Regions from separate parts of the Sus scrofa genome. Here region 2 is linked to region 1. Evidence: chromatin contacts called from public Hi-C data. All regions are on one chromosome and are shown on one strand. Each heading gives the region's core, a stretch centred on a gene start, on an enhancer-like site or on the middle of the called end of the contact. The rest is flanking DNA. Distances are from core to core; before and after follow the strand shown. Region 1 has its middle 670 kb from the start of MYC. Region 2 has its middle 570 kb from the start of MYC.

Region 1 (5,780 bases), core at 2,135-4,634:
CTGAATATAGTTCTCTGTGCTGTGCAGTAAACCGTTGTTGTTGATCAACTATTGTTACTTAGAAATGATGGCTAAGGAAGTGATGGTTAAAAACACAAAACTTCCACATCAGTTCACCAACATGACTTTCTAAGCTTGCAAGATCCCTGGCAGCAGCTCTTCCCATAAATCAACATGTCAGAAGAAAACAATGACCCTTCCCAGGCAACAGAATAAAACCCCTGAACTCTCCAAGGTTGACTTGGAACAGAAGTCTCCAAGACAACCTTGATACATCTCATTCCTTTCCCACTCATGGAGGGGAAGTACAAGGTGTGATGGAATTCCTTCAACCTAATCAAGAGGCTCACCAATCCAGAACGACCCTAGAGGACCCAGATAAGAGAGTGAATTAATTGCCCATTGTAAATATCGGTATCCTTTGGCCAAGCCACCAACCGTTATTCTCTGATGTGAGTAGCACCAAGAATTTTTATTTGGACTGAAATCCAGGAAGAAAATTAAAAAAAAAAATAATAGTTCATTTCATCTTCCTGACAACAATCAGGGTGGGATGATTTGCAACCAGAAGTCCAAGGGAAACCAGATCAACTGTGGGATGTTTTCAGTTTCATAGATTTCAGAGGTGGAAGGCAACTTATACCTCATCCTGTCCAACTGCCTTGTTTTACCCAGGAGAAAACATGGACCCAAGAAGCAAGGCAACTTGTCCAAGGGCGCACAGGTAGCTATATGACAGAAGTGGGTCTAGTTGCTGGCCTTCTTCCTCTTTTTCATTGCTTTTTCTATAACACAGCATGGCCTAATTATGAACTATGGTCTGGCATTCCATGCTCCACCATGTGTGTACTGAGCTCTTATTATGTGCTTAGCTATGTTTCCAGGAACAATTCTAGGAGAAAAAAATGAGTTAACTCAGTTATAAAGAGCCTTTATTAATTTATTCATTTAGGGCTGCACCCCGGTGCTGCTCATGGAGCTTCCCAAGCTAGGGATTGAATCAGAGCTGTAGCTTCTGGCCTATGCCACAGCCACCGAAATGCCAGATCTGAGCCATGTCTGTGACCTATACCATAGCTCACCGCAAGGCCGATGAGGCCAGGGATTGAGCCTGCTGCATCCTCATGGATGCTAGTCTGATTGGTTTCCACTGAGCCATGACGGGAACTTCAAAGAGCCACTTTTAAATGTATACTGTCTCATTTAATCCACACAAAGACACTGTGTCCCTACTACCACGGAGGAAACTCAAACCTGCTTATGGTCACACAGCTAATTGAGAGCAAAGCTGTGATTCAGATTGAAGTTGTATGACCCTATATCCTAGGCTTATTATTCTATATCCTTTTGTCTTTTCATTACCTAGGTGTTTTCCTCTTCAATTCATACCCCTTACTCATTTCCACAGAGTCTTTTTCTAATCCGGTTGTCAAGGGTGAACCATGATCTGAGAGCTTACAAAGCCCCAGACCTCAAGGAGCTGACATTCTTGGGGCTCACAGACCAAAGACCATAAATAGGTACACATACAAAATGTATCACTCTGGGGTGAGGGGTAAGAAAGAAAATCAAGCATTGAAAGAAGCAGACTGACCAGAGGGGGGCAGTATTTTCGATGGGGCAGTTGGGAAGGTCCCTCAAGGAGGGGACTTCTGAGCAGAGCCTGAAAATGGCCAAGTGCCAGGATGGAGACGAGACGCTGAAGGACTCGGTAGTCACAGGGGGACTTTTTGGGGAGGGGTCAGTCCAGTGTGTTCATTAACAGCAATACTCCTGGGATTGAATATCTACTGGACTATTTGTTGGCTACCTGACTTAGGTACGTTCCCTCAAATCCTCTGAACCTCCTGTCTAAAATTGGACTAATTAGAGTCCCCAGCCCCCTTTTCTCTAAAATGGGATTACTCAGTACTCAGTTTTAGGGTCATGTGAAAATTAATGGAAAACAAAGTCCATGGATACACAATAAATAGCCGTGTTCTCTCTCTCTCTCTCTCTCTCTGGCTCTAAATGATATACCCATCATTCTTGTAATTTAATATCACTGTCCTACTGCTGTACAGCACAGGGAACTATGTTCAATCTCAGGTTAGAACATGATGGACGATCATAGGATAAAAAAAAAATGTGTACATATAGACACGACTGGGTCACTTTGCTGTACAGCAGAAATTGAAGGAACATCGTAAATCAACTACACTTTAATCAGAAAGTTTTAAAAAATAACATTGCCCTAGATTCTGTTTCCACACTCAAAAAAAAAAAAAAAAAGCAGGATTTTTTTTTAAAACATTTTTATCACTTCAATAAACTATTATGAGGAAGGCCAATAAAATAAACTAAATAAAAGGGAAGCTGTTCTGGTTGACTCAAGGGAGCAGCAGGCAGGCACAATCTGCTCGGCTCCACCTTCCCATAACCCACCCCACGGTGGTCCTGAGAAAGCCCCAGGCTTCAGGGGACAGAGCAAAGAACATCACCATTTGACAGTACTTCTAACAAAATGACTGCCCCCCACCCCACCCCGGGGGTGGGGAGAGAGAGCTGAACCTGCTATTGTTAAAGTAATGTTGACAAGAGCAAAGTTTGGCCTCTCGGCTCTTTGATTTTTTTTTTTTTTTTTTGAATAAAGAGATTACTAGGCCACGGGACAGCACATAGCCATCCTCCTTGAGGTGGATGCTGGGGTTGTTTATTTAGCTCAGGGCTTAGTCACAAGTTCAGAACATTCTGTGGGTTTTACTGGAACTCGATATCATGGCTCATCCCAACTCAAATCACTCCGGCCAAGGCTGCCAGGGACCTCCTCCGGGGGGATGAGTAGGCTTCCCAGGCTCCCGGAGAGGAAATGTGCCCCTGCTTCTCCTTCAGCTTGAGTCGTGGCCCCCGTGGTGTCCTTGTCCCAAAGAGCTGGAAGGCAGCTGTGTCCAGTGCCTGGCGGGGGAGACTTCCTTGGGTTGTGGAGCCTAGAAAGCTGGCTACTTAGGATGTCTAGAAATATCCCCATCACCTGGAGGTCAAGTTATGTTTTTATTCCTTCTGTGTGTTTCACTTGCACACTGCCGTGCATTTGGGTGTGGTTAGCCCAAATATGGGTCTGTTGTTGAGGGCTCCTTGGTCTCTTGTCTGTTTACTTCAGCTCATTTCACCGCAGCACTTACCAAACCCTCTTTTCTTCCGTTCCTGAACCTCACTTTCTTCAGGGAAAGACACTCAGATTGGTTGAAGGCCTATAATGCGCCAGCCAGAGGATAGGGCCTCCAACCTCGGAAACCTGGGGAAGCTTCTCCAAAAGTCCAGAGAGGAAGAAATTCTCTTCCCTCTTTAGAAGAGGAAACTGAGCCCCAAAGACCTTAAGTCATTCGAGGTCACGTAGTGAATGAATAGGAGACAGTCATTTCAAACCAAAGTCAGGCCGACTCAGCAGCCTCTTCTTTCCACTGTGCTGTGCTCTGGTGAGAAAATCCATCTAATTAAAATTTAAAAAAAAGTCTGGTGTACCGTTTAATCCTCCACGAAATAGTCACATTTTTTAAGCCGTGAGGGTGACTTATTCAAATGAATATTTTAGAGGGAAAAGTTTCAGTGACAGTGTGTGTGTGTGGGGGGGGGGGGGGCAGAGAAGAAGGCAAATGAAATAAGTGGGAAATTAAGAGTGAAACACTCAGAAGAGTGTTTTCCTAATCATTTGAAGAACAGTGGTTAAGTACACAGTTATAGAGTAAGACACATGGACCTGGGATGACAGCCATGACACTTAGTAGTTGTATGACCTTAGGCAAAAAAATGAATCATTCTGGAGTTCCCATTGTGGCTCAGCACGTTAAGAACCTCACTAGTATCCATGAGGACAGGGGTTCGATCCCTGACCTCGCTCAGTGGGTTAAGGATCCAATGCTGCTGTGAGCTGCGGTGTAGGTCGCAGATGCCGCTCAGATCCAGTGTTGCTGCGGCTGTGGGTAGGCCAGCAGCTGCTGCTCTGATTCAACCCCTAGACCAGGAACTTCCATATGCTTCAGAGGCTGCCTTAAAAAGAAAAAAAAATAATAATGAAAACAAAACAAAACAAAACTAGTCTTTCTGAGCCTCAGTTTCTTTAAAAGAAAGGGAAATTCTTTGTACTTTAGAGGAGGGTCGTGAGGATTAAATAAGATGTTTATAAATTGTTAAGCACATGCCTGACATGAGAAAAGTGTTTAGTAATGTTATTAGCCCATTTTCTGTGTGAATAGATTGAATCTCAGGGAATTTGAATTCAATTGATCATGGTAACAGAGCTAATAAGTGGCAGAGCTGGGAAATAAACCTCGCCTTATTCAAATCTACAAAATTTGTTTATTAAATTAGTGCCTTCTATGCTGAGCGAAATTCTGCTTTCCAGCAACTGGGATGCAACATAATATAGTCCTCAAGGACATGAGATGATACTGCAAAAAATTACTTGCAGTACTGCAAAAATTAGGTGAGATAATTAAAATAAAACACCTGCCTACTGGCATATAATATTCACTTGTGCTAAATTTCCACTGGTATTCCCATTGCCAGCCCAGAGCCTAGTACAGAACAGGTGTTCCGTTAGTCATGGCTTAATAACTGATGGCACAGACTTTGAGTTTTGGAAGCATCACAGAAAAAGTCTCCCTCCACTCAAGCACCATACAGATAGGAGTGGGTCTTCACCACAGCTTTTTCTTTGATTTTTATTTTTTTGTCTTTTTGCTATTTCTTTGGGCTGCTCCTGCAGCATATGGAGGTTCCCAGGCTAGGGGTTGAATCGGAGCTGTAGCCACTGGCCTACGCCAGAGCCACAGCAACGCGGGATCTGAGCCGCGTCTGCAACCTACACCACAGCTCACGGCAATGCCGGATGCTTAACCCACTGAGCAAGGCAGGGACCGAACCCACAACCTCATGGTTCCTAGTCAGATTCGTTAACCACTGCGCCACGACGGGAACTCCGTCTTTGATTTTTTTTTTTGTCTCACCACAGCTTTTTCTAATCTCTTCTCAAGGCTGCCTACTGCCAGCTCCCTCTCCTTCCTTCCAGCCATTTATTTCTCTCTATCTCTCTCTCTTTTTTTTTTTTTTTTTTTGGTCTTTTTAGGGCCACACCTGGGGCATATGGAGGTTCCCAGGCTAGGGGTCAAATTGGAGCTATAGCTACTGGCCTACGCCACAGCACTGCTGGATCTGAACCTTAGCTGTGACCTATACCACAGCTCACGCAATGCAGGATCCTCAACCCACTGAGCAAGGACAGGGATCGAACCCACAATCTCATGGATACTAGTCGAGTTTGTTACTGCTGAGCCATGATGGGAACTTGCAAACATTATTTATTTTATTTTCTTACTTTTTTTTTGTCAGGTCCACACCCAAGGCATATGGAAGTTCCCAGGCAAGGGGTTGAATCGGAGCTGTAGCTCCCAGACACAGCCATAGCAATATTGGATCCAAGCCACATCTGTGAATATGCACCAGCTTGAGGCAACACTGGATCCCTAACCCACTGAGTGAGGCCAGGGATCAAACCCGCATCCTTATGGATCCTAGTCAGGTTCTTAACCTGCTGAGCCACATTGGGAACTCTGCCCTCCAGCCCTTTCTCGTGTCTCTGGAGGGAGATCTCATAGAGTGGTTGCCAGGGTCACTGTGGGAAAAACCCAAAGGAGAAAATCACAGGCTTGCCTCCCCACCCTTGGTCACCTAGCCTCATTTCCGTTTCCCCAACAAGACACACTTTACGAGACACTTCTCTGATTTTCCCCTCCACTCTTGAA
Region 2 (5,780 bases), core at 1,206-3,705, 100 kb before region 1:
TGTTAGAGGGAAGCAGGGCATCGGGAGAGATGTCCTTGAGCTTCCCAGACCAGGTGGTCAGGGGAGGCTTCTCTAGGAAGAGGAATTCTGAGCTGGGCCTTGAACTTGACCTTGAAGTGGTCTGTGGATGGGGCATATGGGATAGAGCTATTCAGTGTGTTGAATAATGCAGGGAATTCTGTGCAGTTCAAGGACCATGTATATAAGATGAAGGAGGCAGAGATGAATTGGTAGGCAGCTGTGGCCGGATCTGGGAGTTTGGGATGATGGAGTGTGGGGAGAATGACAGCCACCCCAAGGACCTTAAATTTAGTGAAAAAGTATATTCCTCCCCCTGCTGACACTTAGCAAGACAATGATGCATCTGTTGAGAATTGTCCCCCTGGTGTGCTTTTGAAGGGGAAAAATCCATTAACTACACTTAACTCCTTGCCCTCAGTATGGTCCCCAATTATATCTTTCATACGACTTCAAGTCTATCTGTGTCTGGCTTGGGGATCTTGAACAACTTGGAAGAAAAGGACGAGAGAGGGATGACATGATTATTTTATTTTTCATTAATGTCATTCAAATATACCTTTTGGAGAAGGATCAGACTATCATTACTGTTTGATTAAGGGCTGTTTAAAGCCAGGATGGTGGCCTGTGCCTTTTGGAAGAAGCTAATCTGCTGTCACAGAACAATCTCGAATGCATGGCAAATACCAAGGCTTCTGTCAACTGCAGAGTGATTCTGTAAACTGCTCTAGGATTTGCATTTTCTTCACACAGGAGGACCAGAGGCAGCAGAAATGATGAGTGTGCATCAAAATGGGAAACCGGCAGGTCAAAAGAGAGGTCATGTGACTCGATCTGGTGTGGCTCACTATAAGTGCTAGTCGGCGTATTTCTGCCTTTTTTAAAGCCCTTTAGTCAGTCTGTTTTTTACAGTTGTAAGTAGAGAGTCTGGTTCAAGAGAGCGAGGAAGTGTAGGACAGTGGTTAGGAGGGCGAATCGGGGTCAGACAGACCTGGGTTTGCCTCTGGTTTTGTCTCCCTTCCAAATTATATAATTTTGGTCCCGTTACATAACCTCTCTGAGTTCTGGTCTCTCCTCCATAAAACTGAAGTGATTGTTCCTATCACAGAGGATTGCTTAAAATGCTAAAGGGGTGATGCCTGCAGGATGCTGACCACTGTGTCTGGACGACAGCGAATATCAACAAAGGCTCGTGCATTATTTTATTATTATTGTTATTATTATTAGTTATTCCTACTGTCACTAGCATCATTTCTGCACGTTTACTAGGCTGTAAATGGTAGTCAGGCAGAATTCTTCTCTAATTCCTTTTTATCCCCCATAGCAGAACAATGACTAGCACATAAATAGCCCTCGATAAATATTTATGAAATGGTTTTACATTATTAATGCATGGCTTTGACTTATTAGCAGTTTCTTAATGATTTTAATCTCGTTAAATTATTTGTTCAAGAAACATTTGACTAATTTTTTTTCCCCTCTTGTACTCATTTTTCAGTGGATTTTAGCCAACCCGTCAGGAAGAGGCAAGAAGCAGGAAAGTGCTATTTGGATAGACTAGGAGCTTTGGAACCAGACAGAACTGGATTAGAATACCTACCATATGGCATCCTAGACTCAGGCTTTTCATCTATACAATGGGGGTAACTGTGGTAATAATACCTATGACAATACACACTTCATGGATTCGGGGTGCTAAGCACTTCATCTTTATTATCTCATTGATTCTCATAGACACCTTGGGAGGGAGAAGCTACAATCGTCTGTTAAGTGGTTTTTCTATGGTGAGAACCAGGAACAAACCAGATGAGATAAGTGAAGCACCTGGCTGGTAGAAAAGGCCCCAAAGACAATGTGTTCCATCTTCTTCTCCTCCTGCCACATCTCTGGGCACTGGGGCACAGAGAGGTTTTAGCCGCACGGCTGTTGAGGTGTGCGGCTGGGCTTCCAAGTTCAGCCAGCTGGGTCCCAGGTCTGTACCACCTCCGTGGGGCCTGAGAGCTCCCATCACAGGTGCTTGAAAGATATTTTTGCATTTATGGGCGCCCCTCCTCTTATCTAGCTGGTTTGGGGCCATGCAGAATGAGTCAGCCAGTCACAAGCCTGCTCCCAAGGCCAGCTTCCAGGTGACAGAGACAAATGCCACACTGGATCAGAACACACAGACCTGCCGGACCAGCAGGCCTTCTGCTCAAGTCCTTGGCCACACTCTGCCATTTTGCTCATGGAAGTGTCAGCACTGTCTGCCTACCACCTTCCTGATGGGAAGCGGCTTGCTGTGGGATCGGTTTGAGGTCTCCTTGAAGCTGCTTCATCTTTTTTTTTTTTTTTTTTAAATAGCTGTTGGTAGAGCCTTGCTGAGAGGCCCAGAGCTGAGTCATCTTCAGGGCAAGCTGCTTTTGTATCTGTTGCCAACTGCCAGAGAGGCACTCTCTGCTTTTCTGATGCAAGAGACAGAAAGCTTCCATCTCTGACACAATGTCACCCCACTGGCTGGCTCTGTCCACACGGTTCAACAAACCAGTTTAGCCTGGAGGGAGAGAGAGACAAAGGGAGAGAGAGAGAGAGGAGAGAGAGAGTGAGAGAGAGAGAGAGAGAGAGAGAGAGAGAGAGAGAGGAGAGGGAGGGAGGGAGAGGAGGAGAGTCTTTAAACTCTGCGATAAAACCCGAGTCCTACAGGTCACACATCTGGCATGACCAGGCAGAGGGATGAGGTCGTATCTGGAATCGTGCTCCTGCTTCCCAACCTTGCCCTATGCTCCTCAGAAGCCAGGAACCGTGCCTCAAGGAAGAGGGTTGACTCCCTGCCCTAAGCCTTTGTTTCTGTAAAATGATGACTAATCTTGCCTAACACACCAGGTTGTTGGGGGATTGACTTTGTAACACAAAAGAGAAAGTGCCCCCACCCCCAACGACGGCCACCCTCAGACTGTGTCCGAGTCTGGTGCGGTCCACTTTCATAGGCCACTAAACCCTTCCTTCCTAGAATGCCTCCCTCTGACTGTGTGATTAATTGTGCCTATTGTTTGGTACCTGTCACCCTTCTTGGAACGGGAGATCAGCGTGTGCTGGGACAATGTCAGCCTTGTTCACCACTCCGTCTTGGCTGTCTAGCCAAGGGACTGGCAGCCAGGGCGGGTCCTAGATTAATATTTGTTGAATGATTAAACTGCAAGTGGTTTGAACACATTCCTCCTGGGTTTCCATCGGTCCCTTGCATTTGGTTCAACCCTCCCCACACCATACTGCTCAGAGGAGACCGAGTCCTCTTTGTAAAGTACAAATCCAACTTTTCATGCCTTTCCTTAAAGACCTGCTCTTCCCTTTATAGACAAGGAATAGTCCAGCTCCCTGTCTTCAAGCCCCGGTCTTTCCTCTTCATCATTCGAGCTCTCGTCATCCGGGGGGCACTGGGGTGGCTGCACCATTTAGAGCATCTCCGTTTTTTCACATGACATCCCCTCTGCCTAAAATATTCTCTCCTGGAGTTCCCATGTGGCTCAGTGATAACAAACCCACTAGTATCGGTGAGGTTGAGGGTTCGATCCCTGACCGCGCTCAGTGAGTTAAGGATCCAGCGTTGCTGTGAGCTGTGGGTGTAGGTCACAGATGTGGCTTGCATCCTGTGTGGATGTGGCTGTGGCTGTGGCTGTGGTGTAGGCTGGCAACTGCCGCTCTGGTTTGAACCCTAGCCTGGGAAATTCCATATGCTGCCAGGGTGCAGCCCTACAAAGCAAACAAACAAACAAAATCAAAACTGGCCTCTCCTGCTCAGAAGTCTTCTTCCCACATGTTCTTCTTGGAAAATTCTGGCATGTTACCTCCTCTGTGAAGTCTCCCTGACATTACCATGCCTCCAAGGAGAATCATGGTTCTCTTTTTGTGTCTCTGCTCTGTTCTACCCTTCATTTCCTAATTGCCCATTTGTCTTCCCCTGAAAGATAGGACGTTCGGGGGAGATGGGGGATGGTAGGTGGTGGGAGGGGCGGGGGCCCGAAGTCATAATGGCACCGAGTGAAAGGACCGAAAAGAAGGCTGTAAGGACAAGCCTGCACCCGCAATAGAGGCGTTTCAGTGGCAGGATGGACGCTGGATGTGCCGCATCTCTCAGGCACCTGCAGCAGCTGCAGCTGAGGATGAGTTCCGCAAGGGACCGCACACCAGGTGAGAGCGTGTGTGCCAGTGTTCCCGCGCCAGGCCTGGCACGCGGCCCGGAGTCAGGCGCCGATCCAGATTAGGCTTCAGTTCCCTCTATAAGCAAACAGCAGGGCAGGGAACAGAGGCGCCTGCTAATTTTGAGCGAATCAATGCCTTCCCTGCTGGAGTCAGCCTAAAGCAGGTCAAGAATCAAGCCAGGCCCCCTTGCTGAATCAGCTGGTCCTCGGTGGTGCCAGAGGTGTGCGGCTGGGGTTTTGCCCGGAACTTCAGAGAACTGGTTATTGGGCCCATGCTATCTAGCTGGATAGGGGACATTTTGAAATAAAAAGTAGAAATTAATGGCATCGGAGCAAGAACCTAGACTTCAGAGTCAGACAGATCTGATTTTCTTCCCGAGGGACCAGGGATAATCACATAACTTTCTGACCTCAGTGTACCCTTCTATAAAATGGAAATAATTATAGTATGTGCCTGATGCCCTACCGAGGATTATACATGATACTATAGAGCAGTGCTTACCCTAGAGCAGTGGTTCTTAACTGGGGGCCGTTCTGTCTCTGGGGACATCTGGCAATGATTAGACACATTTTTGATTGTTACGACTGGGCAGTTTGCTGCGGCCATTTGCTAAACATTCTTCAATGCACAGAACATTCTCCCACAACAAAGAACCGTCTAGTCCAGAAGGTCAACAGTGCAGAGATAGAGAAAATGTGCCTTAGGGTAAGCTTGGCCCTCTAGTGCAGCAAAAATGGTAACTATTAAAATAGAATCATTATCCCTTTCCACATATATTTATTGAATATATATTTAGAAAATCCTGAAGAAGCTGTGGCACATTAAGAATGGCTGTTCTTGGAGTTCCTGTTGTGGCTCAGAGGTAACGAACCCGGCTAGTATCCATGAGGATGCGGGTTCGATTCCTGGCTTTGCTCAGTGGGTTAAGGATCTGGCATTGCTGTGAGCTGTGGTGTAGGTCACAGGTGCGGCTTGGATCTGGCATTGCTGTGGTTGTGGTGTAAGCTGGCAGCTGCAGCTCTGATTCGATCCCTAGCCTGGGAACTTCCATATGTCGAGGGTATGGCCCTAAAAAGACAAAAAAGAAAAAAAAGAAAAAAGAAAAAGAAAGAAAGAAAAAGAATGGTTGTTAATTCTTTGGTGCTCCTCCTCCCATTAGGAGATGGGGGTCTCTGTCACCTCTCCTTGAGTCTAGGCAAGGCTCAGTAATCGCTCTGAACAACAAAGTATGGTGTAAATGATGACATGCCAGTTTATGAAACTAGCAGTGCCTACTTCCTGCCTCTTGGAGCATCTTCTTTGGGAATCCTGACAGACTATGCTGGAGATGACCATGCTGGAGTGTCCAAGGCAGGTGCCCTCTGGACAGTTCTGGTGAAATCCAGCCTTCCAGCCATCCCTGCCAAGGGACACATGAGCAAATTCTCTGGGACTCTAGATGAATACCACTGTCAAGGTGACGTAGTCAACATCACGTGGAGAATGGCCCAGTTGGTTCCTGCTGGGATTTCTCTGCAGAACTGCAAGATATAATAAAACAGTCATTGACTTAAGCTAAGTCTTGCGATAATTTGTTTTGCATCCAT

What was found. A called contact is a pair of places that touch in the nucleus more often than the background predicts.
Region 2: a Hi-C map of liver shows a contact between it and region 1, with 2.6 times the contacts expected there. The contact joins two enhancer-like sites. A contact is called at or near these places in 1 of 5 promoter capture datasets (liver) and 4 of 47 Hi-C or Micro-C datasets (embryonic fibroblasts and liver).

Annotation. Positions count from the first base shown.
Region 1 is chr4:11,790,670-11,796,449 of Sscrofa11.1, reverse strand. No RefSeq gene overlaps it. Among named protein-coding and RNA genes, the nearest start is that of MYC, 670 kb to the left of the region's middle. Within about 2 kb of position 3,384, at least 21 of the 83 cell types and tissues checked have an H3K27ac peak or open chromatin away from gene starts, as enhancers often do. A contact at or near this core is called in liver, where this site is marked.
Region 2 is chr4:11,892,171-11,897,950 of Sscrofa11.1, reverse strand. No RefSeq gene overlaps it. Among named protein-coding and RNA genes, the nearest start is that of MYC, 570 kb to the left of the region's middle. Within about 2 kb of position 2,455, at least 27 of the 83 cell types and tissues checked have an H3K27ac peak or open chromatin away from gene starts, as enhancers often do. A contact at or near this core is called in liver, where this site is marked.